Linked DNA regions of Mus musculus: all the other regions are linked to region 1. The links are chromatin contacts, called in public HiChIP or PLAC-seq maps. All regions are on one chromosome and are shown on one strand. The core of a region is the stretch at or near the end of the contact, and the rest is flanking DNA. Distances in the headings are between cores, read along the strand shown. Region 1 holds the start of Vps54 (VPS54 GARP complex subunit). Region 2 has its middle 12 kb from the start of Gm39608. Region 3 has its middle 8.4 kb from the start of Gm32293. Region 4 overlaps Gm32293 (a long non-coding RNA gene). Region 5 overlaps Gm32293 (a long non-coding RNA gene).

Evidence for each region. HiChIP or PLAC-seq counts read pairs in DNA pulled down with a chosen protein or histone mark.
Region 2: a FOXA1 HiChIP or PLAC-seq map of pancreatic cancer cells shows a contact between it and region 1. The contact joins the enhancer-like site here to the promoter of Vps54 in region 1. A contact is called at or near these places in 6 of 115 datasets of contacts at active chromatin or transcription factors (CD8 T cells, embryonic limb bud, embryonic stem cells and 3 more).
Region 3: an H3K27ac HiChIP or PLAC-seq map of the NIH/3T3 cell line shows a contact between it and region 1, with 7 times the contacts expected there. The contact joins the enhancer-like site here to the promoter of Vps54 in region 1. A contact is called at or near these places in 2 of 15 datasets of contacts at CTCF or cohesin (the NIH/3T3 cell line and pro-B cells), 9 of 484 Hi-C or Micro-C datasets (B cells, the N1E-115 cell line, bone marrow-derived macrophages and 6 more), 15 of 115 datasets of contacts at active chromatin or transcription factors (CD8 T cells, the NIH/3T3 cell line, astrocytes and 11 more) and 3 of 9 other capture datasets (adipose tissue, embryonic stem cells and liver).
Region 4: an H3K4me3 HiChIP or PLAC-seq map of bone marrow-derived macrophages shows a contact between it and region 1, with 4 times the contacts expected there. The contact joins the enhancer-like site here to the promoter of Vps54 in region 1. A contact is called at or near these places in 3 of 484 Hi-C or Micro-C datasets (Th1 cells, embryonic fibroblasts and reprogramming fibroblasts), 5 of 115 datasets of contacts at active chromatin or transcription factors (the NIH/3T3 cell line, bone marrow-derived macrophages, cardiomyocytes and 2 more) and 2 of 9 other capture datasets (adipose tissue and embryonic stem cells).
Region 5: a contact with region 1 is called in an H3K27ac HiChIP or PLAC-seq map of epiblast stem cells, with 4 times the contacts expected there. The contact joins the enhancer-like site here to the promoter of Vps54 in region 1. A contact is called at or near these places in 8 of 115 datasets of contacts at active chromatin or transcription factors (acute myeloid leukemia, bone marrow-derived dendritic cells, bone marrow-derived macrophages and 5 more) and 1 of 9 other capture datasets (liver).

The regions. Positions count from the first base shown.
Region 1 is chr11:21,235,967-21,240,962 of GRCm38.p6, reverse strand. Vps54 (VPS54 GARP complex subunit) reads right to left here and starts at 1,931. Exons shown (of 23, transcript NM_139061.5): 1 at 1,592-1,931.
Region 2 is chr11:20,884,481-20,889,476 of GRCm38.p6, reverse strand. No RefSeq gene overlaps it. Among named protein-coding and RNA genes, the nearest start is that of Gm39608, 12 kb to the left of the region's middle. Within about 2 kb of position 2,221, at least 32 of the 459 cell types and tissues checked have an H3K27ac peak or open chromatin away from gene starts, as enhancers often do. A contact at or near this core is called in pancreatic cancer cells, where this site is marked.
Region 3 is chr11:20,906,376-20,911,371 of GRCm38.p6, reverse strand. No RefSeq gene overlaps it. Among named protein-coding and RNA genes, the nearest start is that of Gm32293, 8.4 kb to the left of the region's middle. Within about 2 kb of position 2,216, at least 27 of the 459 cell types and tissues checked have an H3K27ac peak or open chromatin away from gene starts, as enhancers often do. A contact at or near this core is called in the NIH/3T3 cell line and embryonic fibroblasts, where this site is marked.
Region 4 is chr11:20,927,832-20,932,827 of GRCm38.p6, reverse strand. All of the region lies in intron 1 of Gm32293 (a long non-coding RNA gene), which reads right to left. Among named protein-coding and RNA genes, the nearest start is that of Gm46273, 13 kb to the right of the region's middle. Within about 2 kb of position 2,042, at least 20 of the 459 cell types and tissues checked have an H3K27ac peak or open chromatin away from gene starts, as enhancers often do. A contact at or near this core is called in bone marrow-derived macrophages, where this site is marked.
Region 5 is chr11:20,956,073-20,961,068 of GRCm38.p6, reverse strand. All of the region lies in intron 6 of Gm32293 (a long non-coding RNA gene), which reads right to left. Among named protein-coding and RNA genes, the nearest start is that of Gm46273, 41 kb to the right of the region's middle. Within about 2 kb of position 2,913, at least 72 of the 459 cell types and tissues checked have an H3K27ac peak or open chromatin away from gene starts, as enhancers often do. A contact at or near this core is called in bone marrow-derived macrophages, embryonic stem cells, epiblast stem cells and 2 more, where this site is marked.

The sequences.
Region 1 (4,996 bases), core at 682-3,181:
GTCCCTTTCTTACAGTCACAAGGCATTGGATTAAAACTTCAGCAGAGCTTACTTAACAAGGTAAAACCAAAATACCACTGGGTTAAAATGGGTGAACTTTACAGTATGTTAACTCCACAAAGCTGTTTTTAAAAAGAGTAGGGGAAAAAAGTTAATAGTTAATTAAGAATAGGTTCTGCAAATTGTCCTTTCATGGTTTATATAAGATCTAATTGTAATAAAAATTCTTATTCAGAAATATAATTTAGCTTTTCCAGAACACAAATACATGCAAATTTAATCCTCTGTTCCTAGTAAACTCTAGATAACTTTGCCAGTTATAATTTTGAAAACAATGAAAAACATTTTAGAAAGCCAAATGCTGTAGCAGCAATACCACAAGAACAAATTATATGAGTGTCAACAACAACACACGGATAGTGTGTACAGTTTTACTGTGAACAGACTGGTACTTATAGTAACAGTTCTAAGGTTGCCAGAACACAGTTTAAAACTAGCCAAAAGACAATACAAAAGTTAGCATCTAACATCCTAAACTACAACTATCAAGTACAAAGTGACCAATTTTACCTAATGATAATTAGTGTAGAGCACCAATACCCACTTCTAGGAAACCCAACTCACTGTACTACATACAGTCAGACATATCCTATCATTACATCTGTTCCAGCCAAACTGCTAGGGAGTCAAATAGTTTTCCAATTAGAGCTCCCATTTATAAAACTCAATGCCCATCAAGACCTGCAGCATAAGTTATCACCTTCTTCTCCATATACCACAAACAGCGTATCATAATATCCCCTGCCCGCTGAACATGTATTAAGACTGACCTGAGTTTGAGAACCCGAAATTAAATCAATTAGAAAACAGAAGTAGCCCAATTTAATTCTTCGAAAGTAAAAGACGTCTCTATAAGGACCAAAAACCAAACTTGGTTAAAAAGGTATTTTAAGAAACACTTTGTAACTCTAATAGGCCAAAATTCTTTAAAAAAAAAAAAAAAAAAGTCACCCTAAGCCATACACGGACAGGCCAAGTAGCTAATTATAATGGTCAGGCAAAAGTTCCCAGACAACCCACAGGGAACAGGGAAGGCCTGTCTTTGTATCCCTGCAGACAGCAGTTAGCAAAACTGAAAGAAATAAAATAATTTAAACTACAATGCAAAACTGCACAATGCCGAGTTCTTCTTTGGTTTAGTATTCTCGGGCGGGGGGGTGGGGGGGCGGTGTTTTTATTCTAGAAGGCTCCAAGAGGGGTTCAGGCCTGGCTGAAAGGAGACAGGGAAAGTTTGGGCTCCGCGTCTACAAGGACTGATGGAAGTTGCTGGTCCCGGATTCCGGAGAGGGGCGAGGGGACTGGGGCGGCACCTGCGGACGCCGGCCGGGGCTGGGGCACAGCTGCCGGCCCGGATCCTGGGAGTGCCGAGAAGGAAGTGGTGGTGGCGGGGAGGATGAAGCTTCGGCTCGGTCACCGGCTCCGAAACTCTGTCAGCTCCAAGCCCCGAGGAGACGGAGGGGGTGGGGTCCCGCCGCCCCGCCGGTCACCGGGTCGGGGGAGGGTGGCCGCGAAGCGCGGGCCCGGCACCTACCTGCGGTCCCGGGCGGCAGCCCCAGACGAGGCCTAGTGCACCGCCGCCTCCATCCCTCCACGTCGCGCCGAGACTGCTGCTCCGCGGCCGCCGCCGCCCTGCGCGCCGGGTCCGAGCCCGGTTCCCGCCTCCGCCCCGCGCCTGCTGGCCGGCGGGCCCGGGAGCACAGGGCCGCCCTCTCGAGCCCAGCGCCGCTCGGGGGCAGAGCGGCCGCGGCGGGCCCCTCACGTCTCGCCCGGGTGTCCTGTCAGCCAGCAGTCTCCCCCGGGTCCGCAGCGCCGCCTCCGCCGCTGCTGCCGCCGCCTCTCCCACATCCCCGGCCTCCAGGGGAGCCGCCGCCGCGCCGCGACCACCGCCCCCGGCGCCTCAGCTCCCCACGCCGCCGCCCGCCTCACGCCACCGGCCCGGCGCGGCTGGGTCCGCGGAGAGCGTGCAGCAGGCCGCCGCCGCCGCCAGGCCGCCGCAGCCCCCAGCCCACAATCCACCGCGGCGTCGCCGGGGCGGGAGGGCCGCGGCCAGACCGGGAGTCGCCGCGCAGCTCCGACAGGGCCTGGCGCGGCCGCCGCAGAGCTAGCGACCCCAGAGCGGGGACGACCCCGCGTGGCTGCCCCGTGCCTCCCCCTGTCGTCCTCGTAAAGGCAGGAGTCGTCTCGGATCTGCGCTCCAGCTCGCACGGTTCCCCCCCCCCGCCCAGGTTGTCCAAAGAAGCCGAGCGTTGCCTTCCGCCTTCCCTGGCGAGCGGGCGGGAGCGGACCCCTCGCCCCCCAGACCAACTGACTCCCGGCCGCTTACACCCACTAAAGCCCTAGCTTCCGCCTGCCCTGACTCCCTCAGCCCCTCATAGTAAACAAACATGGCTCCGTCTCCAAAATTAATGCCTTTCAAAGGTGAAAGGTCAACTCCAGATACCCCACTGGCCTCCAGCACTTAAGGCCTTTTGAGGCTACCCTGTCCCCCCAGTTCCTGGCTTCCAATCACCTGTCACATTTCTCAGGCGCATAAGTCAGTTGTCCCTGCCCTTTAAAAATCTGAAAAACTTGGGTGTGTGTGCTTATTATTAAAATCTATTTGTGATTCCTAACAGCATTTCCAATTAGGCTGAGTTCAGAGAGAATTGTGATCTTACTAGTAAAATTACCATCTGCAAGATAGGGTGTCTTAGACTACAATATGTTTATAAGTCTCCAATCACCTTTGGTTGATTCAGGAGTCTTGAGACTCAGAGCCACCAAGGTCTGGAAAAATAAGAAAAAAAGTCTTAATTACTTGAGGGTCTTTCTTAACTTTATGAAGATTTTATTCCATTTTGGAACTGTTTAGCCTACAAATAAGTTTCATGCATTTCAAAAGTCTGTTTTACAAAGCAAAAGTGAAAATGTAACTCAGTAGTTAACTGGAAAAAGAAACTGATGCAAGTCTTGGTCTTAGTAAGTCATTGAAAATTGCTAACAGCTTTTGTTAATTTACTCACCAAAAAGGTATGGTTGGTCAGGCAGTGGTGGCGCATGCCTTTAATCCTAGCACTTGGGAGGCAGAGGCAGGCAGATTTCTGAGTTTTGAGGCCAGCCTGGCCAGCCTGGTCTACAGAGTTCCAGGGCAGCCAGGGCTACACAGAGAAGCCCTGTCTAAAAAAAAAAAAAAAAAAAAAAAACAAGAAAAAAAAAAAAAGGTATGGTTGAAGGACAGAAAGGACACAGAGAAAGGAAAACACAAAAGATTAGCCAAAAGAAAAGTCCTGCGCTATATTTTTCTGAATTCAACTCTTTACAATGGAGCCAGGCACAATGGAGCAGTCCTGTAATCCCAGCATTTTGGAGTAGAGACTTGAGGATCAGGAGTTCAAAGCCACCCTCAGAGTCCACATGGGACACTCAAGGCCTGCCTGGGTAATGTGAGACTATCTCAAAAAGAAAAGAGGAAAAAAAAAAAAAAAACTCTACAATAAAGAGGGTAAGAATACATCCAACAAATAATAAATACATGTTCTAGTTTGCTTCTCCATTGCTGTGGTAAAACACCAAGACCAAAAACAACTTGAAGAGAAAAGGGTTTATTTCTTCTCTCAACTCCGAGGTCATAGTGTCACTGAGGGAAGTCAGAGCAAAGAGTCAACCGGAAACAGAGACCTGAGAACACTATTGCTGCCTGGCTTCTATCCCAGAGCTTGCTCTGCTTGCTTTTTTATCCCACTCAGGACCATTTGCACCACCATAGTTAGCCCAGCTCTCGCACATCAGTCATTAAGGGAGGAAATGTCTCACAGACTTGCCTTTAGGCCACAAGGTGAAGGCAATCCCTCAGTCAGGCGTCCTTCTTCCCAGATGACTCTTGCTTATGTCAAGTTAGAAAAAACTAACAAGTTTTCTAATTATAAAAAAGATTTTTAATCCTTTTGGAGGGGGTTGTTGAGGCAGTGTATAGCCTGTCTGTCCTGAATCTTACTCTGTAGCCCAGGCTAGCTTCAAACCTGGAGATTCACCTGCCTCTGCCTCCCAAGTGCAACCACCACCTGGCTTTAAAGTCCTCTTAAATCTTTGATTTCTTGTAAAAACAAGAAAAGTTTACACAGAAACATCATTGAGGTAATCTTAATGTGCACTGTGTAAAACTTGTCTTTGTATCATTCAAATGGTGATTTCTGTAGAGACAGAGAGTTGAATACTGGCTGAATTTTGTTATGGTTATTTTTACGGATCATAAAATGCCTCAGTATTTTGTAAATATACACTTCCTTTACCTTCTGATTGGCTTAATAAAAAGCTGACAACCAATAGCTGAGGCAGGAGAGGAAAGGCAGAAGTTCCAGGCAAAAAGAGTGTCTCTGAGGAACAACTGAGAAGGGAGGATTTGCCAGCAGGAAGACGATGCCAGGACTGAATGAGGGGTAATGGGCCACATGGCAAACATGGACTAGAATAGTCGAGTTAATTTAAGTTAGAGGAGCTAGCTGGGAAGTAACCAGCCAGCTAAGGCCTAAGCTATAATAAATAATAAGTCTTTGTATCATTATTCGGGAGCTGGCTGGTCTGAGACATTTCTGGCAATAGTCCATTACCAGGGTTTGGGGGTGAAGAAATCTGAACAAGAAAGTGGTCAATGAACCACCTTTACATTTAAATAAATGAAATTTTGTGGTTTGTCACACAACATAGTAGCCATAGTTAACAGCATATATTTCAAGTTTTCTAAAATAGAAAATTTTAAATATTCTCAAACTTTAAAAAAATTACTTGAAGTAATAGATATGTTAGAGTGACTTAATCACACCCTTTTCCAAAACAAATTCCAAATTGTTCTAGTTTGCACTTGGGTTGATTGATGCCTGCCTTGGGTGTTTCCATAACACTAGAACAGGACAAACGGGTTTACCCCCTACCGTTGATAGCTTGCCACAAGAAGAAAATG
Region 2 (4,996 bases), core at 972-3,471, 350 kb after region 1:
AAATATTGTATGAAATAAATCGTCATTGTGCTTCTTATGAGGCAACGGACGCCTCAGTAACATGGTCTGTCATTTGCCTTACAGGGTTACAGCTAGTTTCTGAAACTCCACACACAGGTGGCTGGAGCTAATTGTCAGTGGCTTTGCCCTGAAATGGAGGGGTGGGGTCAGGGAGAGATTGTGGCAGCTGAGCCTGGAAAATGACCATTTTTGAAAGGTGCCAGTTTTCAGCTTCCGGACGTAGGTACTTGTTCTCATTTTGGAAAGGGTTCTGCTTGGCTGGAGGACATCAGCCCTAGCGTGGGCTTCCTGGTGCTGTGTCAGCTTTGAAGAAGCTGAGGGAATGATTTCAAGATGTACAGAGGACTAAGCCAAGGGAAGCCACTTTTGGAGACTAAAGAGCAAGCTTGGCATGGAGAGATGCCAAAGCCCCCTTAAGTGTTCAGGGCTCTGGGCTTTGTATAGGATCTTTATCTAACACATTTGCAGATTTCTCAAGTGCATTGATGAATATTTAGAATTAAGGAAAGAAAAGAGGCAATACTCCACCAGTGTCCCTTAATAACCCCTGTATGGACCAAAAAGTGACACCACATTGTTGCTCCAACCACTCTCTGTGCCACCACACTCTCTGAAGCCCCAGTCAGATCTGAGCAGGGCAGTGCTTCCCTCTGCAGCTCCCTGGCCACTGTTTCTTTCATGCTGGCCAGCCCAGCTGTGTGCTACCCATCAACCCCTCAGACATTGTTCTGAGCATCACTGAAAGTGAGCTGCCATTTGTTTTCTTGTGGGAATTTTATGGCAAAACAGAGAAAACACAGTTTTGAAGTGTTTTACTCCTATTGTTTTATATGCATAGATGTTTTGCTTGTATACCATGTGCATGTCTGCATGGTACCCAGCAGACGCTAGAAGGGGACACTTAATTCCATGGATCTGGAGTTACAGATAGCTGTAAGCCATCATGTGGCTGCTGAGAATTGAACTTGGATCCTCTCGAAGAGCAACAAGTGCTCTTAATCCCTAACCATCTTTCTAGCCCTGAAAATATCTTTAATTTTCCCCACAACGTTATGTGTCTGAATGTTTTGCCTGCATGTATGTTTGTGTACTACATGCATACCTGGTCCTCATGGAGGCTAGAAGAGGGCATTGGATCCCCTGGAACTGGAGTTACAAATGGTTGTGAGCTGCCAAGTGGGTACTAGAACCGAACCTTGGCCCTGTACAAGAGCAGCAATGGCTCTTAACTATCGAGTCATCTCTTTAACTCACCTTGCCCTCCTAAAGTCTTTTGATTTTTGTCTTTTCTTTTAGTTTCACCTAGTCTGTAGTCATGGTGTTCCGAAAACATGGTCAGGCGTTGGTGGTGGTTGTTTGGGGTGTGTGTGTGTGTGTGTGTGTGTGTGTGTGCGCAGGTATTTTGTTCTGTTTTGAGACATGTAGCCCAAGCTGGCTTCAAACTCACTGTGTAACTGAGGATGACCCCGAATTCTTGATTCTGCCTCTGGCTCCCAAGTGCTGGGATTCCATGCTTGCCATACTCAGCTGACATCATGAGACATCACCACATTCTAACTGAGCATGGACTGGGATATCCTTCTATGTGTCCTGTCCCCTTGCCTTTCAAACACTCCCACCACCCAGGACTCTAGGAGAGGGCCCAAAGGAAGATTCAGAAAAATAGATCCTATTCATGCCTCAGAACCCCTTATCCCGAAAGGCTTGAGAACAGCCTGGGAGACCATGACCTCTAAAACCTTCAAAGAGATGAGCAAGGCCACTCCCAGGAAACAATACAACAAACTAGATCCTGTCAAAGATGTGAGGGGATTTCCTTGACTGTCATGTTGTTGGGAAGCACATAGGTCACAGGGTACCCACTGTCACTGGTACCATCTCACCCTGTACCAGTGAGAATCTAGTCAACACCATGTATACCCAAAGCTTTGACACCCCCCACACACACCTACACCCACACACACTTCTATCTGTTTTATTAACATCTTGAGATTTCTATGAAGTAGAAATACAGAGTATTCTGACAGCTGGGCTCCCCCTCCTTGCTGGAAAGAGATGACTGGCTTTTTAAGGGGTGGGATCCTTGTTTGGTGTGGCATCCCTGGTTGGGAGGGGCAGCTAAAGTAAGCCAGAGTCCAGGGAACAAAGCTGGCACAGCCACCTGATGGCTGAATGCCAAATCCACCTTTCCAGATATGCCACCTCAGCAGGCCCTGGTGAGTAACTCCACTCCTGGAACAATGGCTGTCTGTGTGTAAAGGGCCCGAATATGAACTGGGCTCTCACTGCCTGCCATGTTCACAAGTGATGAGTCAACTGGAGTTGAGTGGGGACCTCAGCAGGAGATTAGGTCAGACACATGAAAACCAAACAAAACCAAACAGCGAGAGTGTCTCCAACTGACCTGGTAAGCGGAGAGTATGACGGAGCTCCCATAGGAAGGTGAGGGGGGACTGTCATCAACTGGTCCAGTGTGAAGAACAGGATACAATAAGAAATATAGCCACTTGGCGTTAGATTCTCAAAGCAAGTCCTCCAGACTTCCTTCTGACCCTCCCCCACTCTTTGCACCAATATGCCATAAGACTGGGTCCACACCCAGCCGTCTGGAGAGACACAGTAACTGCCCACAGCCACAGTCCCACTCTCCTTCATCCAGTTTCACAGGAAGTTTTGTGTCTTCTACTTTGGGCTGCCTGCAAACTGAGTGTCAAGCAAACATGTCAGGCATAGGTGACTTTGAATTCTGGGCAATCTATCCTGATTGGCCCTTTCCCTCACCTAATGATATTCTATCTTTGTGTTTCACTAATGCACTATGATCCACATCTAATCCTTTAAGGAATGAGGTGGGGTAAGAACAAATAGATAAGTCATTAAGCTGACCTCAGAGTGAAATTCAAACAACCCATGAGTCTTCTGTATTCCCACCCAGCAGGGGCGGTGGAGACAATGGTCTCTTCTTCCTGCAGAAGGGCAGAAAAGCAAGAGTGCAGAGCTGCCCTGGGGGTAGTATTCTCCAGCCTTCTCATGAGTACTTCAAGTGTTCATTTATTCATTGTAAGCTTAGATTTTTCAAAACCTACTTTAATCAGAGTTCTTAAATGCTTTAACCTCCTTTCTAGTCCACCACCCACCAGAGGCAGTGGAAAGGACAGGTTAGTAGGGCAAAAGGGGGATGTAGACCTGTTTAGAAATTGTCTTGGGGCGATTCCAATCTTTACTGTCAGGATACCAGCAGTTCAGTTCACAGGAATCAGCAGCAGTAGCTTGATCCACTTGCAAACACCAGCAATGGCAGCTTGGTTCAGTAGAAACCACAAGGCTCTGCCAATTGGCCCTAGATCTGAGGAAGTGGCAAGAGGCTGCTGGAATATCACAAGAAGTTTTTGGTACATTCCTCTCTACAAAGTCATGACAAACAATAATTAATAAAGAAGGCAAGGCGAACCAACACCACACAGCATCATCTACTGCCTGTTGGGTTATATGTATACCCTTTCCAAACATCATGTGTCCTCTCAAGTGTCTACTCCAGCAAAATGTCACATGCCCTTTTCCCAGGCAGCTTCTCAGCAAAACATCTTCTCACATGTCTGGTTCAGCAAAATATACTCTCATAAGAAAGTTTTCAGAAAAACATCACATGACACAAAAGAAACTCAAAATTTCCACTTCAATTCATTCATTCATTCATTCATTCATTCATTCAGACTCAACAAGCATACACTGAACACATGCTATCTGTTAGAAGCTGGGTGACCTAGGCAAGTGCCGTCCTCTCAATGAATTGGCACCATAGTGGTGGTGGTAGGGGTAGAATGAAGAACAGCAATCACATAAGCCACATGATTTCAGATAAAGCAAATAAATGGGTTGAGAATGACTCACATTATCTATAAGCTTAATACTGTAGGTGTGAAGGATGGAGGATCACAAGTTCAAAGCCAGTTCCAGGCTCAGCAGGGCCACACAGTTTCAAAATAGCAAAAGAAGACAAGGAGGATGAGGAGGAAAGGGGGAAGAGAGAAAGAAAACTAAAAGTAAGCAAACATAGTTGGTGGAATCTCTAGGGGGTCATATTTGAACAAAAGTCTGAACACAGGGAAGAGATGACCGAAAAGAAGATATTGCCAAAGGCCCTGTGGTAGGAATATGCTTGATATATTCTGAATATGGTTAAGAAGGCTCCAGAACTTGGCTGGAACACAACAGATGACAGGAGTCTGGAGGAAGATCAGGGAATAAGAAGCCTAGATCATATAGGGATGCATATTCCATGAGGAAGAGTAAGATGTTATGAATAGCATGGGGAGCTGATGATGCCTTACAGCTCACTGTAGAGAAAGAGATCTCTGACCCTGTGGAATAAGAAGTCATCCAGCCACTGCTGTGGTGAGGGTTAAAGATGCTAGCCTGGATTATGATGCTGGTGAAGGAGATCTAGTACTACCCACTTTCAGTAAGGAAATTAACTAATTAAACTACTATTATATAGGGGAAATCTGTCTTAGGATCAATGAAATATAGTCATCAGGGAATAGAAGCTCAAAGCTTTACCCTCAATCAAGCATGTAAAGAAATGAAGGACAACTCTATAGCTTGGTCTGAGCACTGACTGAAGTGAAGAGACCAGGAGGTGCAGCTTTGGGGACAAGCAGGAAGCACACTAGGAGTGAGAGGTGTATATTCCCCACATGCTGTGTTTCAGCTGACCATCAGACACCCAGGCAGCTCAGCCTACTAGAGTTGGACATAAGATCCTGGAGCTCAGTAAGGAAGGGGCTGGGTGTATAATTTGAGGGACTTTGCACTGAGATGGCTGGTTGCCATGAAACAGGATGTCATCTTTCTTTTTCTCTCTTCTGGAACCCCAGGGTTAGGTTCACTTTTCCAGAGGAGGTGTAGCAGCATCTATTTACCCCAGACAGGGCAGCATCCAGAGCAAGGAAACAGTGCCACCCATGTCCAGTCA
Region 3 (4,996 bases), core at 967-3,466, 330 kb after region 1:
GTTGAGTGGGGCCACTGCAGCCTTGGTTCTGAACATACATCGTGCACACCTTGCACTGTGCACACCACCACCACAGAATTCCAAAGGATGCTGCCTAAAACATGTGATTGTATGTACTGTGTGTACAGGCCTTCCACTCTTACAGGAACGCAATGGTTTAATTATGGAGAACAAGTCTCTGAATTTCCTTCTGGGGTTCCTCAGATGCAAGTATCAGATAGGTAAACTTGGGATTTTGTTCTTAGCATGCTGGGCTTTAAGAACTGTTGTTTTTAAGATGTATTTATTTATTTTAGGTGTATGAGTACACTGTAGTTGTCTTTACACACACCAGAAGAGGGCATCAGATCCCATTACAGATGGTTGTGAGCCACCATGTGGTTGCTAGGAATTGAACTTAGGACCTCTGGAAGAGCAGTCAGTGCTCTAAACTTCTGAGCCATCTCTCCAGCCCCAAGAACTGTTGTTTGGTTTGGGATTAGGACAGAATTTCCAACAGTGTCTGAAATGGCCCTAAAGGTGCTTCTGCCATTTTGTTCTATGTGTTTATGGGAAGTGACATTCTCAGTATTGGTGATTATAAAATCAAAGTAACAATCAGCTCCAAAAAAACGTTGAAGAAGCAACTTACCCTGCAGTATCCAGTATCCAGCTGTGACTTGATTCTTTATGCAAACTAAACAAGCATCTCAGTAACGTGCAAACTTGCTTGAATGCTTATTTTAATAAGCAGTAAAATTGTATGCATACCAAAGAATTGTTTTAAAGTAAATTGTTTTCTTTATGATTGCTCATCAGCAAATACTTGATTTGTCTACCCATTCTATTTATTTCTATACCCAGCCACATAAACATTCTTTAGGTGAAAGGGCAGTCACAAGTGGAAAACTTTTAAGAAGCCTCAATTTAAGTGTATACTAGGCTGGGGTATACACCACGCAGACCACTGTAGGTGGCAGATGTCATTAAGTCCCCAAAGATCTATGGGTGCAGTTGGTTGAGGCAAGTACATCATATAGGAATAAGAAGGGGAAATATTGGTTGTAAGACATCCTAGCTGCACTCCAGAAATCAAATTTCTAGCTTGGGTGAGAGGGAGCTCCCCATAATGACACTGAGGTGGAAAAGGGCAGTAGGGGTGGGAAGATGTCGAAGAGGGACCAGCATGCATTCCAGTTGGCCTTGGATAGACATCACTGTCTTATGTCCACTCTAGATATCTCATTGGCCAATGTATAATGAAGGACAGTGGACCAGGTAGCCTGGGTGACAGCAGCTCCTGGGATGCTCTCAAGTTCAGTGTTACTAGCCTTGATCGCCCACTGTTGCGATCACTGCAGGGACGGTTTATGCCATGGCCTGGCCAGGGAGGTCAGAATGAAGTTACCAAGGGACAGGTGGCTTCTCTATTCTCTTCTTTAGACTCTTGGAGGTTGGGTCTGGTTTTAAGCCCCTCTGCACTGCCAGACACCCTTTCTGTTTTTATTTCTTGTATACTGGTGCTGAGGACACTCAGGGCCAAACACATTCCACACCAGCTGCTCCACTGCACTGTGCGTCCAGTGCTCTTGACTCTTCAAACTGCAGCCCTCCCCATGGACCATAACCACACCCCTCCCCATGGACCATAACCACACCCCCTCCCCATGGACCATAACCACACCCCCTCCCCATGGACCATAACCACACCCCTTCTCCCCATGGACCATAACCATACCCCTTCTCCCCATGGACCATAACCACACCCCTTCTCCCCATGGACCATAACCACACCCCTCCCCGTGGACCATAACCACACCCCCTCTCCCCATGGACCATGCCAGCAGTGCAGCTTTGCTGAAGACCTTTTCCTTCTGAAAATAAAACTCTAGAAACCAGGCAGCAAGATTTATAATAAAGGATCTCCCTTCTCTGGCAAGAATGTTCCGAGCCTCCCAAGTTCTCTCCTCGGAGGCAACCTCTGACCACCCCTCCCCCTCCACTACCCATACCTGTTCCAGAATTTTCTTTTTAACAAATTGATCTTTTATATATTCCTGAGCCCACCATGGAGGTTCTTTCCCATCAGGCTCCCAAACATGCCCAGTATTAATTCCACCCACAAAGTAAGATCCTTGTAGCCATCAAAACCCATGCTCCCTACTACAGCATATTTTAAAAAGTAGTTGTACAGGGCTGGTGATGGCTCCGTGGTTAAGAACAATTGCTGCCCTTGCAGAGGTCTGGGCAATGACTCACAGCACCCACAAAATGCCTCACAACCGTTTGTAACTCTAGTTCCAGGGGTATCTGATGCCCTCCTCTGAATTCAGTGATGCATATACATACATGTGGGCAAGACATTCGTATGCATAAAATAAGTACACCTAGTGTTTAAACATAACTAACATGAGTTTTGCTTTCCCTTTTGAGTAATGGCCACCTATACAAGCACATACACAATTGCTTTTCTGATCTGTGTTCCCTAATCTCTTCCAGCAAAGATAATCATGATTAACCAATTGCTTGTATTTTCTTCCAGAATATTATTACATGCATCAAATATAGACTAAATAAAGTAAAATATTCTTTTGCATTCACTCACAAGATCAAATGCTATATGAGTCACACCCCTTCCTATATCAACTCTTTTAAAACGTAGTAATAGACTGTAGGAGCGTTCCCATGGCAATCGGTAAGAGCCTCTGGCTGCTTTCTATAGCTGAACACTCAGTCTCATGGATGCAGTCTGATCCAGCCAACTTTCCCTGTCATGCATCAGACAGTAAATATTTTAGGACCCACGAGGTCAGAGAGTCTCTGTGGAAAGTATTCAGTCCACTTATACAAGAATGCAGAGATAATATGCAAAAAAGGAACATGACAAAGTTCCAATAAGATTTATTTATGAACAATGAAAGAATTTTCCAGAAAGCTCTTGAATCATGGAAATAGCATTTTCTTTTTGATTTTTAAAAACTATTTTAAAATGTTAAAATCTGGGCATGGCATCTCATGCTGTTGTAATCCCTGCACTCAGGAAGCTGAGTCAGGGGAATCACCTTAAGTTTCAGGTCAGACTGGCTACAGAGTGGGACCCTGGCTCAGCCCTCTTCCCCACAACATGTTAAAACTCTTCATGGTCGGAAAATGCTACAAAGCCAGGCAAAGGGCCAGATTTGGCTTCTTGGTGATAGGATGCCGGTCCTTAGCTTATCCAACCAGTCCTCTGTTAATGAGAATCAGATGGCTTGGGAACTTTGCTGCAATGGGCACTTCTCTTGCATACAGATGCTTGTCGGACAAGCTCCAAGAAAAGGGATTGCTGGACCTGGAGGCCTGTATGGTTCTTATTTGCTAGAGGTGAGTAGTGGCTGTGCTGATGTGTCCACCAGCAGGGCACAGAAAAGCCTGTGTCTTCACAGCCACCTGCAGCTGCAGACCCAGGTAATTGCTAGTCTGAGAGGTTAAGGCCGAGGTGCCCACGGTTGTCTACATGTTACTTATGAAGATATCACCATCTTTTTACACATTCAGATGTTACGTACATTTCATCTATTTCTTTCCTTTCTTGTTTCTTATTCCTTGTTTCTAATTTTGAGGCAGGCTCTTGCCCAGCCTGGTTTCACACTCACAATCCCCTTGCCTTAGCCCCTTGAGTGTTGGAATTATATCCACCATGCCTTCTTCTGTGCACAAATGTTTATTGGTCTTTTCTTTTGATATTGTTTTAACCTTTATTTTTATTTTCTTTCACTGCTCTCTGCTTATGGCTCTTACTTTATCATCCTACAGTTTTTTTAAATTTCATTTTAGTGAAAATATAATTACATCATTCCTCCCTTCTCTTTCCTCCCTCCAACTCCTCTCATGTCCTCTCCCTCCAACCTTTCTCATGACCCCCTTACATTCCCAAGTTTAGAGCTTCTTTTTCTTTATTCTTCTCCCACCTCTCTCTCTCTCTCTCTCTCTCTCTCTCTCTCTCTCTCTCTCACACACACACACACACACACACACACACACACACGCACACAAATGTGTAGTACATACATGCACACACACACAGCTGCATGCACATACACAGATGTGTGCATGTACACACACACACACACACACATACACACACAACCTGCTGGTTCCATTCACTGTTGCGTGTATGATTTCTGGACTGATCATTTGGTATTGGATTATTAACTGAGGACTCATTCAGAGTGAAGACCATAGCCTGGTCTGGCTTCAAATGTGTACTGCTCCTTCGTCAGCCTCTCTCCGGCTGGGATGCCCAGCACCCGGTTCTGGCCATCTCTTTTATACATGCTGTTCTTTGTGCCTGGAACAGAATGCAGAGCACTTACTTGCCCATTGCTCATGTCTCCATCTCCAGCTGGCAGCACTGAGCTGGGCACAGAGAAGGTCTCTCTCAGCTTCATTAACTGAATAGATGAGTGACTAGTTCTTTGACCCACCTCCCACCTACAGTCGTTGTAACAAAGAAGACATGGGTAAAGCATGCAGTGTGAGTTGTTGAACAGTAAAGTCCTGGTGCCAAGAAGCAGCAACGGATGGGAAGTCTGGCATGTATTTGTGAGGGAATGAGGTGAGGAGGACTCTAGGAGTGGTGTGCCCGAGAATGGCCAATCAAAACTTTGACTGTAGACTCTACACTGGAGTAAAACATCACCCAATCAGAACTGTTTTCCATTTGCATGGTGACAATCGAAACCAGAGAGAAAACAGGTTCTATATAAAAATAACTCTTCCCACAGCTCTCCTGCAGTGAGTTTAATGTATTTGTCTTTTTCTAGTCTAATCTGACTCAAGTGAATCCTTTCACCACCTAGGACCCCCAACTTGCTACAATGTTGAGTGTCTACCTCATGTCAGGTACTGAAGTAAAGCTCCTGGTTGGCGTTCAGCTACCAAGACAAAGGGGACAGCCAGGGAGCACCAGTGACCCTCAAAGTGGGCCACTTACAGGTATTTAACCTCTTCAGGCCTCAAGCTCTTCATTGGTAAG
Region 4 (4,996 bases), core at 793-3,292, 310 kb after region 1:
ATGAGGAGTTGCCTATCACTATGAAGTGCTATGAGAAGTTACCCATCACTATGAGGTGCTATGAGGAGTGACCTATCACTATGAAATGCTATGAGGGGCTATCCATCACTATGAGGTGCTATGGGGATTTACCCATCACTATAAGGAGTTACCCATCACTATGAGGAGTTACCCATCACTATGAGGAGTTACCCATCACTATGAGGAACTATGGAGAGTTACCTATCACTATGAAGTGCTATGAGGAGTTACCTATCACTGTGAGCTACTGTGGGGAGTTACCATAGCTTTGGGGAGCTACCCATCACTATGAGGGGTTACCCATCACTATGAGGGGTTACCCATCACTATGAGGAGGTACCCATCACTATGAAGTGCTGTGGGGAGTTACCCATCACTATGAGGAACTATGGGGAGTTACCCATCACTGTGCAGGGGTATGAGGAGTTGCCTATCACTATGAAGTGCTATGAGGAGTTACTGATGACTATGAGGCGCTATGAGGAGTTACCCATCACTATGAAGTGCTATGGGGAGTTACTCATCACTAGGAGGTGATCACAATTGAGACATAGGGTAGTAAAAGGCCAACAAATAAACAGAGATCAGTGGGTTAGAAGTGAGTTTAGATGTAAAGTCATAGAATAAGTAAAAGGTTATATATAAGAACACAGGGAGTTAGAAAGCTGGGGAATCTCGTTTAGTCACACCAAAATGAGAAAGGGAAAGATATGCGAGATGAATTGGATTCTCTTTACACATGTGCCAAAAAAAATAATTCTAGGTAAATTAAAATTTTAATGTTAAAAGTGAAAAATGTGATTTTATTAAAAATATAGATTTTATGACAACTGAATACAAAATTGTCAATAAGTAACAAAATACTAAGAAATAATTCATACATGAAAATTTAATCTGCTTGTTTTATCATTAAGTTTTTTATTAGCATGCAAAATAATGAAGTCCACAGTGACATTTCCATGAGGGCACCATCCTAAACAGTCCCCCTTCTACTCTGCCATTTGCATGTTTCACAATCTCTGTTGCATGTGTGAGAACAAACGTGCGATATTTAGCTTTCTGACTGTGGCTTGTTTTACTTAACATGATGTCCAGTTCCTCCACAATTATGCAAATGACTTCGTTTTGTTCTTTATGGCTGAATAACTCTCTAGTGTATATGTGTGTTAGGAGTTTTGAAGAAAGCTCAAGGCATGAAGGCATCTTCCATTCAAAGGTGGAGAATGAAGGGGCACTCCTTCCCCTAGCAATAGGAAAGAGCCTAACGTAGGTAGGTGGCCTTCAAATTGGGTTCTAGAGAACAGGACCAGTCTGGGTAGCCTAACAAATCTTGTGACCTTGATGACACAGTGAGAAGAGAGGGCTGAGCTGGCAAGAAGGACCAATGGCAGGAGGCTTTGTATGCCACATGGGGAACTTGGATGGGGGACCTCCTGAGTCACCTTGATTGTAAATCAGCAGAGATGTTGCTAGATTTCCAAAAATCTAAGAAACACCCAATGTAACTTAGAGGGATTGACTCCTATCTGGGTTCCATGAGTGATAGAGCCTAATGACAATGAGGAGGATAACTTAGAGGGATTGACTCCTATCTGGATCCCATGAGTGGCAGAGCCTAATGACAATGGGGAGGAGGAGGGTGACTCTGAAGAAGTGTTGGTATCAGGACCACCGAAACCCATGACATCCCATAGGCAGAACCCAAACACCTATTGCCAAGGCAACAGCCACTATTTTCCCAGAATCCACTTGGCTCAACTCCCACCTTTACCCATGATTACAACATCACCCATATATAAAGAAAGCCCCCCCCCCCGATCTCTCCCTTTCTCTTTTCCCCTTCTCTTTCTGCTACCACCTTGCCCTTCTCTCTTTCTCTCCCAATAAACCTCACATGGAACCGTAGTCCTTTTGAAGCCGTGAGACGGTCAAGATCATAACAAGAAGAGCAATATTTCCCAACAAGGCTGTATTCTTCTCCAGTTTTCCTTCCTCTTTCTGTTACTGGGGGAGGGGGTATGTAAGTGCTAGGCACTGGAGTTAGCAGGCCAATGAAGGGAGAAAAGGGAAAGGGACACAATCATGCTGTCTGCCACAGTCTGAACTGGAATGGGAGGCCTCACCTTAAAATCTATTTTATGGGGGGCCCGGTGCCACAGACCTGAAATCCAGCTATCAGGGAGGCCAAAGCAGACAGATCACAAGTTCCAAACCAGCGGTTTAGCAAGATTCTGTCTCAAATTTTTTAACTCAAAAGTCTAGGAAGATGTTGCTCAATGATAGAGAACTTGCCTTCCATGTACAAGATCCTAGGTTCAATCCCCAAGTTCTTTTCTGTGGAATCAGAAATTTAATCTTAAAGGGACCCGGAGACCACACAGAACCTCTTGTGTGATTTAGCACAGCAAAGCAGACTCATGAACAAGTCTGAGCCTGTCCTGCCCTGGATCAGGAACACTGGGGGTGGAGAGTCTGCTGAGGGCAGGCTCAGGTGCAGAGCACCTGCAGGGAGGGGGCCCTCTCCCGACTGGCAGGATGCTGACTTCACTCAAGGGCACCTGGGAGTCTGGGAGTAAGATGACAGCAGTGGACAGGCTTTTGGCAGGAAGGCACCAGGTGGAGCCAGCACAGCCATGTGAAAAGGCCTCTGAGTCAAGGCCCAGCCAACAGAGGCCTTGCCAAAGCCAACTGGGAAAGCTCCTCCCTCAGGTAACACCCACACACCCTGATACCCAAGGCTCAGGTGCCCAAGGGGACTTCAGAACAAAGAAAGCACCCGATACAAGCTAGCAGCTGAGAGGACTCTGAGCACTTTGGGATAAAGGCACAGTTCAAAAACACTATTTGGTCATCTTACTTATAATTAAATTCTACAAGTCAAGTCTTGAAAGACATTTATAGCACCCTCACTTGTTTAGGTCAGCTGCCCAGAAAGGGGAAAAATAGACTTGGACATTTTTCATTTTATGCAAGAAATAGCTAATCCACATGTCATGTCTACTGTCTACATTGTCCCTATTTTAAGGGTGTCCTTTGGGGCTCAGGTATATTAAAATGCTACCCAGAGCCTAAAAGCTCAACATAGTAGAAAGTAGACTTGTTTTAGCTTTGGAGGGCTCCTGGCCAACTGGACGCTTCCACCCACTATGAAGTAATGTGATTGGTCAAGTAGCTGGCAGATGATCAGGTCAGCAAAGTAATGGTCCTCCATGGCAGACTCACAGTAGAGCTTGAAGAAAGGATGCCAAGAGGACCTGCATGGATCCCTGCAATTCTTGGTCTATTTCTGGGTTTAATGTGTGCATCAGGACAGTTCTGTTCACTGACTTTGCTTTGCTCCTCCTCAGGGTGGGGCCTGAGTAAAAATGTTCCCCCTTGGCTAGCTTGGGAGACAGCTCTGTGGAAAATGCCTTGAGCAAGCAGATTGAAGCTAAGTGTCAGAGTGAGGCCATAGTTTCTGTGAAGCAGTTACCAGTGCTGTTCTTGTTTTGTGCTCCTGTGAATAGTCCAAAGCCAGCAGATTGGCTTTGTGGATGGGGCAGGGAGAGTCACACCAGTAGATGACTGGCTTTGTGGATGGAGCAGGGAGAGTCACACCAGCAGATGACTGGCTTTGTGGATGGGGCAGGGAGAGTCACACCAGCAGATGACTGGCTTTGTGGATGGGGCAGGGAGAGTCACACCAGCAGATGAATGGCTTTGTGGATGGGGCAGGGAGAGTCACACCAGTTGGGTTTGCAGGCTTCAAGACAGACTTTATGAAAAGCTTGTTTACAGAAAGTCTGTGTGCCTGTATCACTGTCCAGAGGGAACTTTAAAAGATAGTGTTGCCAGAAGTGGATGTTCACAGTCAGCTATTAGATGGATCACAGGGCCCCCAATGGAGGAGCTAGAGAAAGTACCCAAGGAGCTAAAGGGAACTGCAACCCTATAGGTAGAACAACATTATGAACTAACCAGTACCCCGGAGCTCTTGACTCTAGCTGCATATGTATCAAAACATGGCCTAGTCGGCCATCACTGGAAAGAGAGGCCCATTGGACTTGCAAACTTTATATGCCCCAGTACAGGGGAATGCCAGGGCCAAAAAGGGGGAGTGGGTGGGTAGGGGAGTGGGAGAGTGGGTATGGGGGATTTTTGGGATAGCATTGGAAATGTAAATGAGGAAAATACCTAATAAAAAATTTAAAAAAAAATAGTGTTGCTTTGCTGAGTGGCCATGTGCCATCACATTGCCTTCTGACCATTTGCATTTATGGCCATAGATGGGCGCTGTTGTCGACTCTGGTCAGGGAAGTTTCTTTTGGGCAGAGAAACTCATAAGTGGTCAAATGTGAGAACAAAAGACTATTGAATGCTCTGAATGGGACAGCTGTATCACCCTGCAAGACCCAGGGAGCATCGTAAGAGCTGCAAGGAATGGGCTGGAATGGCGGGACACTCTTCAGGGCATGACAAACGGAGCAGACTGCACAAGACTAGGACACAATTGGGCTTGCCCATCATCCCTCATGGAGTTGGTAGGGGCTCACAAGGTACTAAGGATTTGCAAGGTACTAAGAAGGCTGTTAGGAAGAAGAGACTTGTCTCTGAGGATAGTTGTTGCTAGGACAGTGTGAGATATCCTCTTCAGTGATGTAACCACTAGTTTGGTACCCATTCTTAGTAAATAACCCCTCACTCATGCACTTCTAAGCAATGCTAATGAAACCCATTTGTTTACCCCCCCCCCCAAAAGGTTATGAAAGCAAAAGGGGAACTGTTTGCAAAGGCAAATATCAAGGGGAATAGGAGGGAGACAAAAGAGGACAATAAACATATTGTACACAATTATGAAAATGTCCGCTTAACATCCATTATGCATTATTATAAGTAGCACATGTTAATAACAACTTTTTAAGAAGGAGAGTTGCAACCAAGGATTAGTGTGCTTTGCCCTACTTCCTCTGCGGCTCTCCTGGCTCCCTGGGTTCCT
Region 5 (4,996 bases), core at 1,664-4,163, 280 kb after region 1:
TGATGGGTGTGCCAAATGACATTGTAAATGAAGCCCAAGGGAGGTCATTTGTCCCTTTTACCAGCTTAGGCTACCTCCAGAGGACAGGTCCTCAGCAGGATCTAACCCTACCTTGACCTTGGACCCCGCCCCCCGCCCCCAGGCCCTAGAACTGGGAAGGATCAGTTTCTGCTGTTTACAGACCACTCAGTTTTCTTGCAGCAGCCTGAAGTGATTTGATCAAGCCAAGGCTGTTGCCGCTGTGGGCTGATAAAAATGAGGCTGGAAAAGAGACCTGGGATTGTGGGAGAGTTCACCCGGGCAGGTGCCCAGCAGCGTCTACTTCCTTGAGGAGTAGAAGCACTGTGAATAGAAACAGGAAGAAGGCATTTTATAGGCACCAAGTAAACTAGACAAGAGTAGTAAACTGGTGGGGGGGGGGCGCAAGATCTGGGGTACAGGATGAATCACTGAGTGTTACTAGAGGAATAACTTGTGAGACTGAACTCCCACCCCACCCCCCAATATGTAACTTTTAAAATTCTCTATAAAAAACATTTACTACTTTTGTAATTTAAAATACAAAGGTGCTTAAAAACCAAATTCATTGCCTTGCTTTTAAACTCAACCATAGCTCATATAATCAGAAAACCTTTTTCTCTTACTCTGGACCTTAGAGATTGCTTGCTAGCAGAGCTTGCTTATTCTGTAGTGTTTCTCTGTGTCAGCTAACTTTCCAGGGCTGTGACTAAAATATTCAAAAGAGAACAACTTAGGAGGACTTCCCTACTGTAGCTTGTGTAATTTCTGGGAGCGATGCTAACAGACATCTTCAGGCAGCAAGGACAGAGTAAAGGACACCACCCAAGTCTTGCTTGGCAGAGCAATGGATATATGGGGCTTATAGGTGTATGCATGAGTGGGTGCTTTCAGAAGCATGAATGGAAGGTCACTTACAGGAACGTGGGTGACACAGAGGCAGCTGCATTATCCCCAAGCCCACCCCAGCATGGGCAAGAGCTGCCTGTACAACCTGCAGGCAGCCCCAGGAAAAGTCTCTCCTCCATAGCAATTGTTACTGCTTGTGTAATATCAGGAGGGGGGGGGGCTTTGGAACACTGTACCTTCCAGGATTCTTTTGAGCATCCCTCCTCCCTCTAAGGAAGAAAGGTTTAAATTCAGAGGAAGTTGCTACACAGCAGGGCTCACAGTTTGAAGAAGGCCATCCACAGCTTTTCCTTCTATTGATTCAGGACCTATGATGAGGCAGAATGTCACAAGGCAGGAGCATGTGCCAGAGGCTACTCATCTCTGGGAGGACAGAAAGCAGAGAGATGGAATCCAGGAAGCAGCCAGGGCAAGATACATCCCCTAAGCGTATACTAGGCCTCATTTCCTACCTTCTGCCATCTTCTGTTGATACTATCAAGTTATTAATGCATCAAAGGATGAACCCATTGATTGGATCGGAGCTTTCAGAATCCAATCAATTTCCCAAAGCCCACTGGCTGATAACCAATGGGCTTTAACAAATGGTCTGGGAAGGACACTTCATGCTCACACCATTGGCTGTGACCCTCAACAGAGGCAGCTACTGCTAGATGCATTTATGTTGCCTTCCTAGTGGTCTGTGAACCTACAAAAGCCATTGCTTCATTTATCTGTGTCCTCCCCATTTATAAGTAGATGTTCAGTTAATGCCCAGGAGCTGAAGACACCTGAAGGAAGCAGAACTAGACCCTTATCAGGAACATTTGGAATTCTTTGTAATGTGCTGATGGCTTTGGTCAGATATAGATATTATGTTTGGGGTCCTACTCCAAAGACACTCCACCTCAGAAAGGTGCCACTTAGCCAAGAGAATTTCATCTTTTACTAATTGGAATAAGACAGGAAAACAATGTGGGCAGATGAATGTTAATAATAGGTCAAACTGGAGGAAATGCCAAGGGGATGGGTAATGAATACCCTGTGTCACTCATGAGAGTCAAACCTGCCAGACATGGCACTCATCGGTATTGCAACGCTTGCCTCCGCCTGTGCACACAAGGCCATGTTGGTCTCTTCCTTCTCTCTGCCCAGGTTGCCACCCTGTCCCTGCATCCACACCTCCTCCCACCCTCCAACAGAGCTGTGTTTTCCTTTGTTAGCTCCTCCCACATGAGTTTCAGATAAATTCTAGTCCCTTTGGGAGCATCCACATGACCTAGGTTTTCCTCTATGTACACTTCTGAATTCTGATAAAACTCTAAGAGAGCAACAAACCTGAACAAAAGGAGAAAGAGCAAAACATATTCCAGGAGCCGTTCACACTGACCCACTCCATCTTGTAACAAAACCAAAAGTCCTATGGCAGCAGGGGCAGGCGGAGGGGCAGCAGAGGGGCAGGGGGGAAGGGCAGGGACAGGGACAGGGGCAGGGGCAGGGACGGGGGAGGGGCAGGGGCAGAGTGACTGGGGCTGCTCACTCATAGTGGAATCTCTTGGCAGTGGTATTAGTCTGAAGGAAGCTGGGGCAAGAAGTTAGGCGTTAATTCTGCTAACTCCCCATGTGAACATCTGATCTCTTAGCAACTTTGGCCTTAGTGGGCTGGCTTTGGGCTTTCACCTTTTCTTCCTGTCACCAGCTGTGTAACCAGAAACTGGTTTTGCCTTGGCTAATGTAAACAAAGGCTTAAAACCGGAGCATTTTGAAGAGGGGAAGGAAATGAAGCTTCCTGAAGTTCGAGGCTGCTCACCCAGAGGAAACGGGAATTAAATAAAGTGAAAGGTATTTCTCAGAGAAGCTGCTGTGTCCTTGTCGCCTCAGGCTGGGCCTGCAGAGACTAAAAAGAACTAGGTACATTCTCCCAGGGGCTCCTCTAGCAGAGCTCAGGCACTTATCTAGGCTATGTGGAAGGTCACTGAACCTCCAGAACCACCGTTTGCCTTAATCCCCACTTCTGAAAGCCCGCCCAGGCTAAGCATGGGCTGAAATGTCTGCTACTCCAGGGTAGCCGCCCAAGTACACTCTAGGTCTTCAGTAGACTGGCTTTAGGTGTGTGCCCCAGGGAAATTCTGACTTCATCCCTGGCCCTGCCCTTAGCTCTCTCAGGTTTCTAGGAAGCAGTCCCCTTGGCTGGCTGTGAGATCTCTACAGCAGGCAACATGGTGCTAAGACTTCTTTAATGACCTTACAAATGCAGCCCAGACCTACCTCCTTTCACCTGCTCCCTGTCAGGGGCCATGCCAAGTTCACTGGCTCCCTGAGCCTGTGCTAAGAATAGTTCTGAGGTGAGCCCAAGAGTACTTGCTCATTCTGACCTGGAATACTATATCATCTTCCTAAGAAGTATATTTACTTCTTCTGGGTTTTTTTTTTTTTTCCTAGTAAAGATTAATTTGCCAAAATCATTCTTTGATAGCACACATATATGAACACACACACACACACACACACACATATCCCCTATTCCATTTTAATAAGTCATGTGTATCCTTCCCTATCTATCTATCTATCTATCTATCCATCCATTTATCTATTATGTTTCTTCATATAAACACATATAATCATATAAGTATGCATGGCTATATTCACATGTTTGTATATGTAAGTTGCTCTTCTCTTGCTCTTTTCTCTGCAACATTAACCTCTCTGTCCTCTTCCGTTAGCCTTCTTTCTTCTTATGTGGGCTCTTGAGGGCAGTTGAAGGGATCTATACTTGTGAGGTTTAGATCCTAAACAGTGACCTCTGACCTCACAAAGCTCTCAGCTCAGCAGCCATTTCACCAGCCCCTTGGTCAGCAGCCTTTCCACTTCCCAGGGGACTTGCTGCCATCCTCTAACCCTGTGCCCTGTCCATCCCTACCTAGGGCCACCTTTCATTTGACTGGCTGGGGGACAGCTTTGACCTCAGTCAGCAGGTATAACACCGCAGCGCAGGCTGGGCAGCCTAACTGCCGGGGACTGACTTCACACAGCACTCCAGATCTGAAAATTCATTCCTAATGTGGCTTTCTCACAGCTACCTTAACACCTTGTCCTCAAACAACAGAGTGGAGAGGGCTCTGGTCTCTTCCTCTTCCGGAAAGAGCATACATCTCATCATGGGGTCACATCCTATGACTATAAAATCTAATGAACTCCCCAAGGCTCCACCTCTAGAAACTACTGTATTGTGGATCAAGACATTGACATGTAAACTTGGGGAAACAGAAATGTCCACACAGCTCCTGCTTCAAACTCCTCCACCATCCATCAGGACTGCAGGGTCCTTGGTGGACACAGTAGCCTTCCACACCTCTCCTCCCTTCTAACTAACTCCAGCCATCTGTCCTGCCCGAGCCTCTGCTGGCACCCTTAATCCTATAACGCTTGGTGCTGCTTTCTTTACCAGCCTTTCTGACTCTGTCTACTTGAGCTGTTCCCAGCTTACCTGTCAGTGTCAGTGTACAGGACTCTCAGGGACCGAGCAGTTGCTTATGTTGTCATCTGCCACCACCTGCAGATAAAAAGGTCTGCCTGCCATGCTAGCTCTCTGTCTGTCTGTCTGTCTCTTTGACTCTGTCTGTGTCTCTGTGTCTGTCTCTGTCTTTCTCTGTCTGTCTCTCTCTCCCCTGCTTCCTTCTCTCTCTCCCTGAACCCTACCCCGCCTATTCTCTCTGCCCTCATGGCTCTCTAGCTGCTCTCTGTCTCCGTCTCCGTCTCTGTCCCTGTCCCTCTCCATTCCTTCTCTCTCTCCCTGAATCCTACCCCTGCCCATTCTCTCTGCCTTCACGGATCCCTGTCTGTCTGCCTCTATCCCTCCCCTCAGGTCCTCACCCCCCACCCCTCCAGTACCACCCTTTTGCACCAGATCTATTGCATAATGTAATTTCTCAGGGCTATTCCTTGTCATGGGCTGTCCAAAGATGCCCCCTCATTGCATTATATTTATTAATAGCTGGGCTCCAGTCTGTTCCTCCACAGCTCTGCTGGCCTATCTTGCCTGCCTGTCCTGCTGTCTTTTCAGCCCTTTTACTTGCCTTGGTTTTCTGAA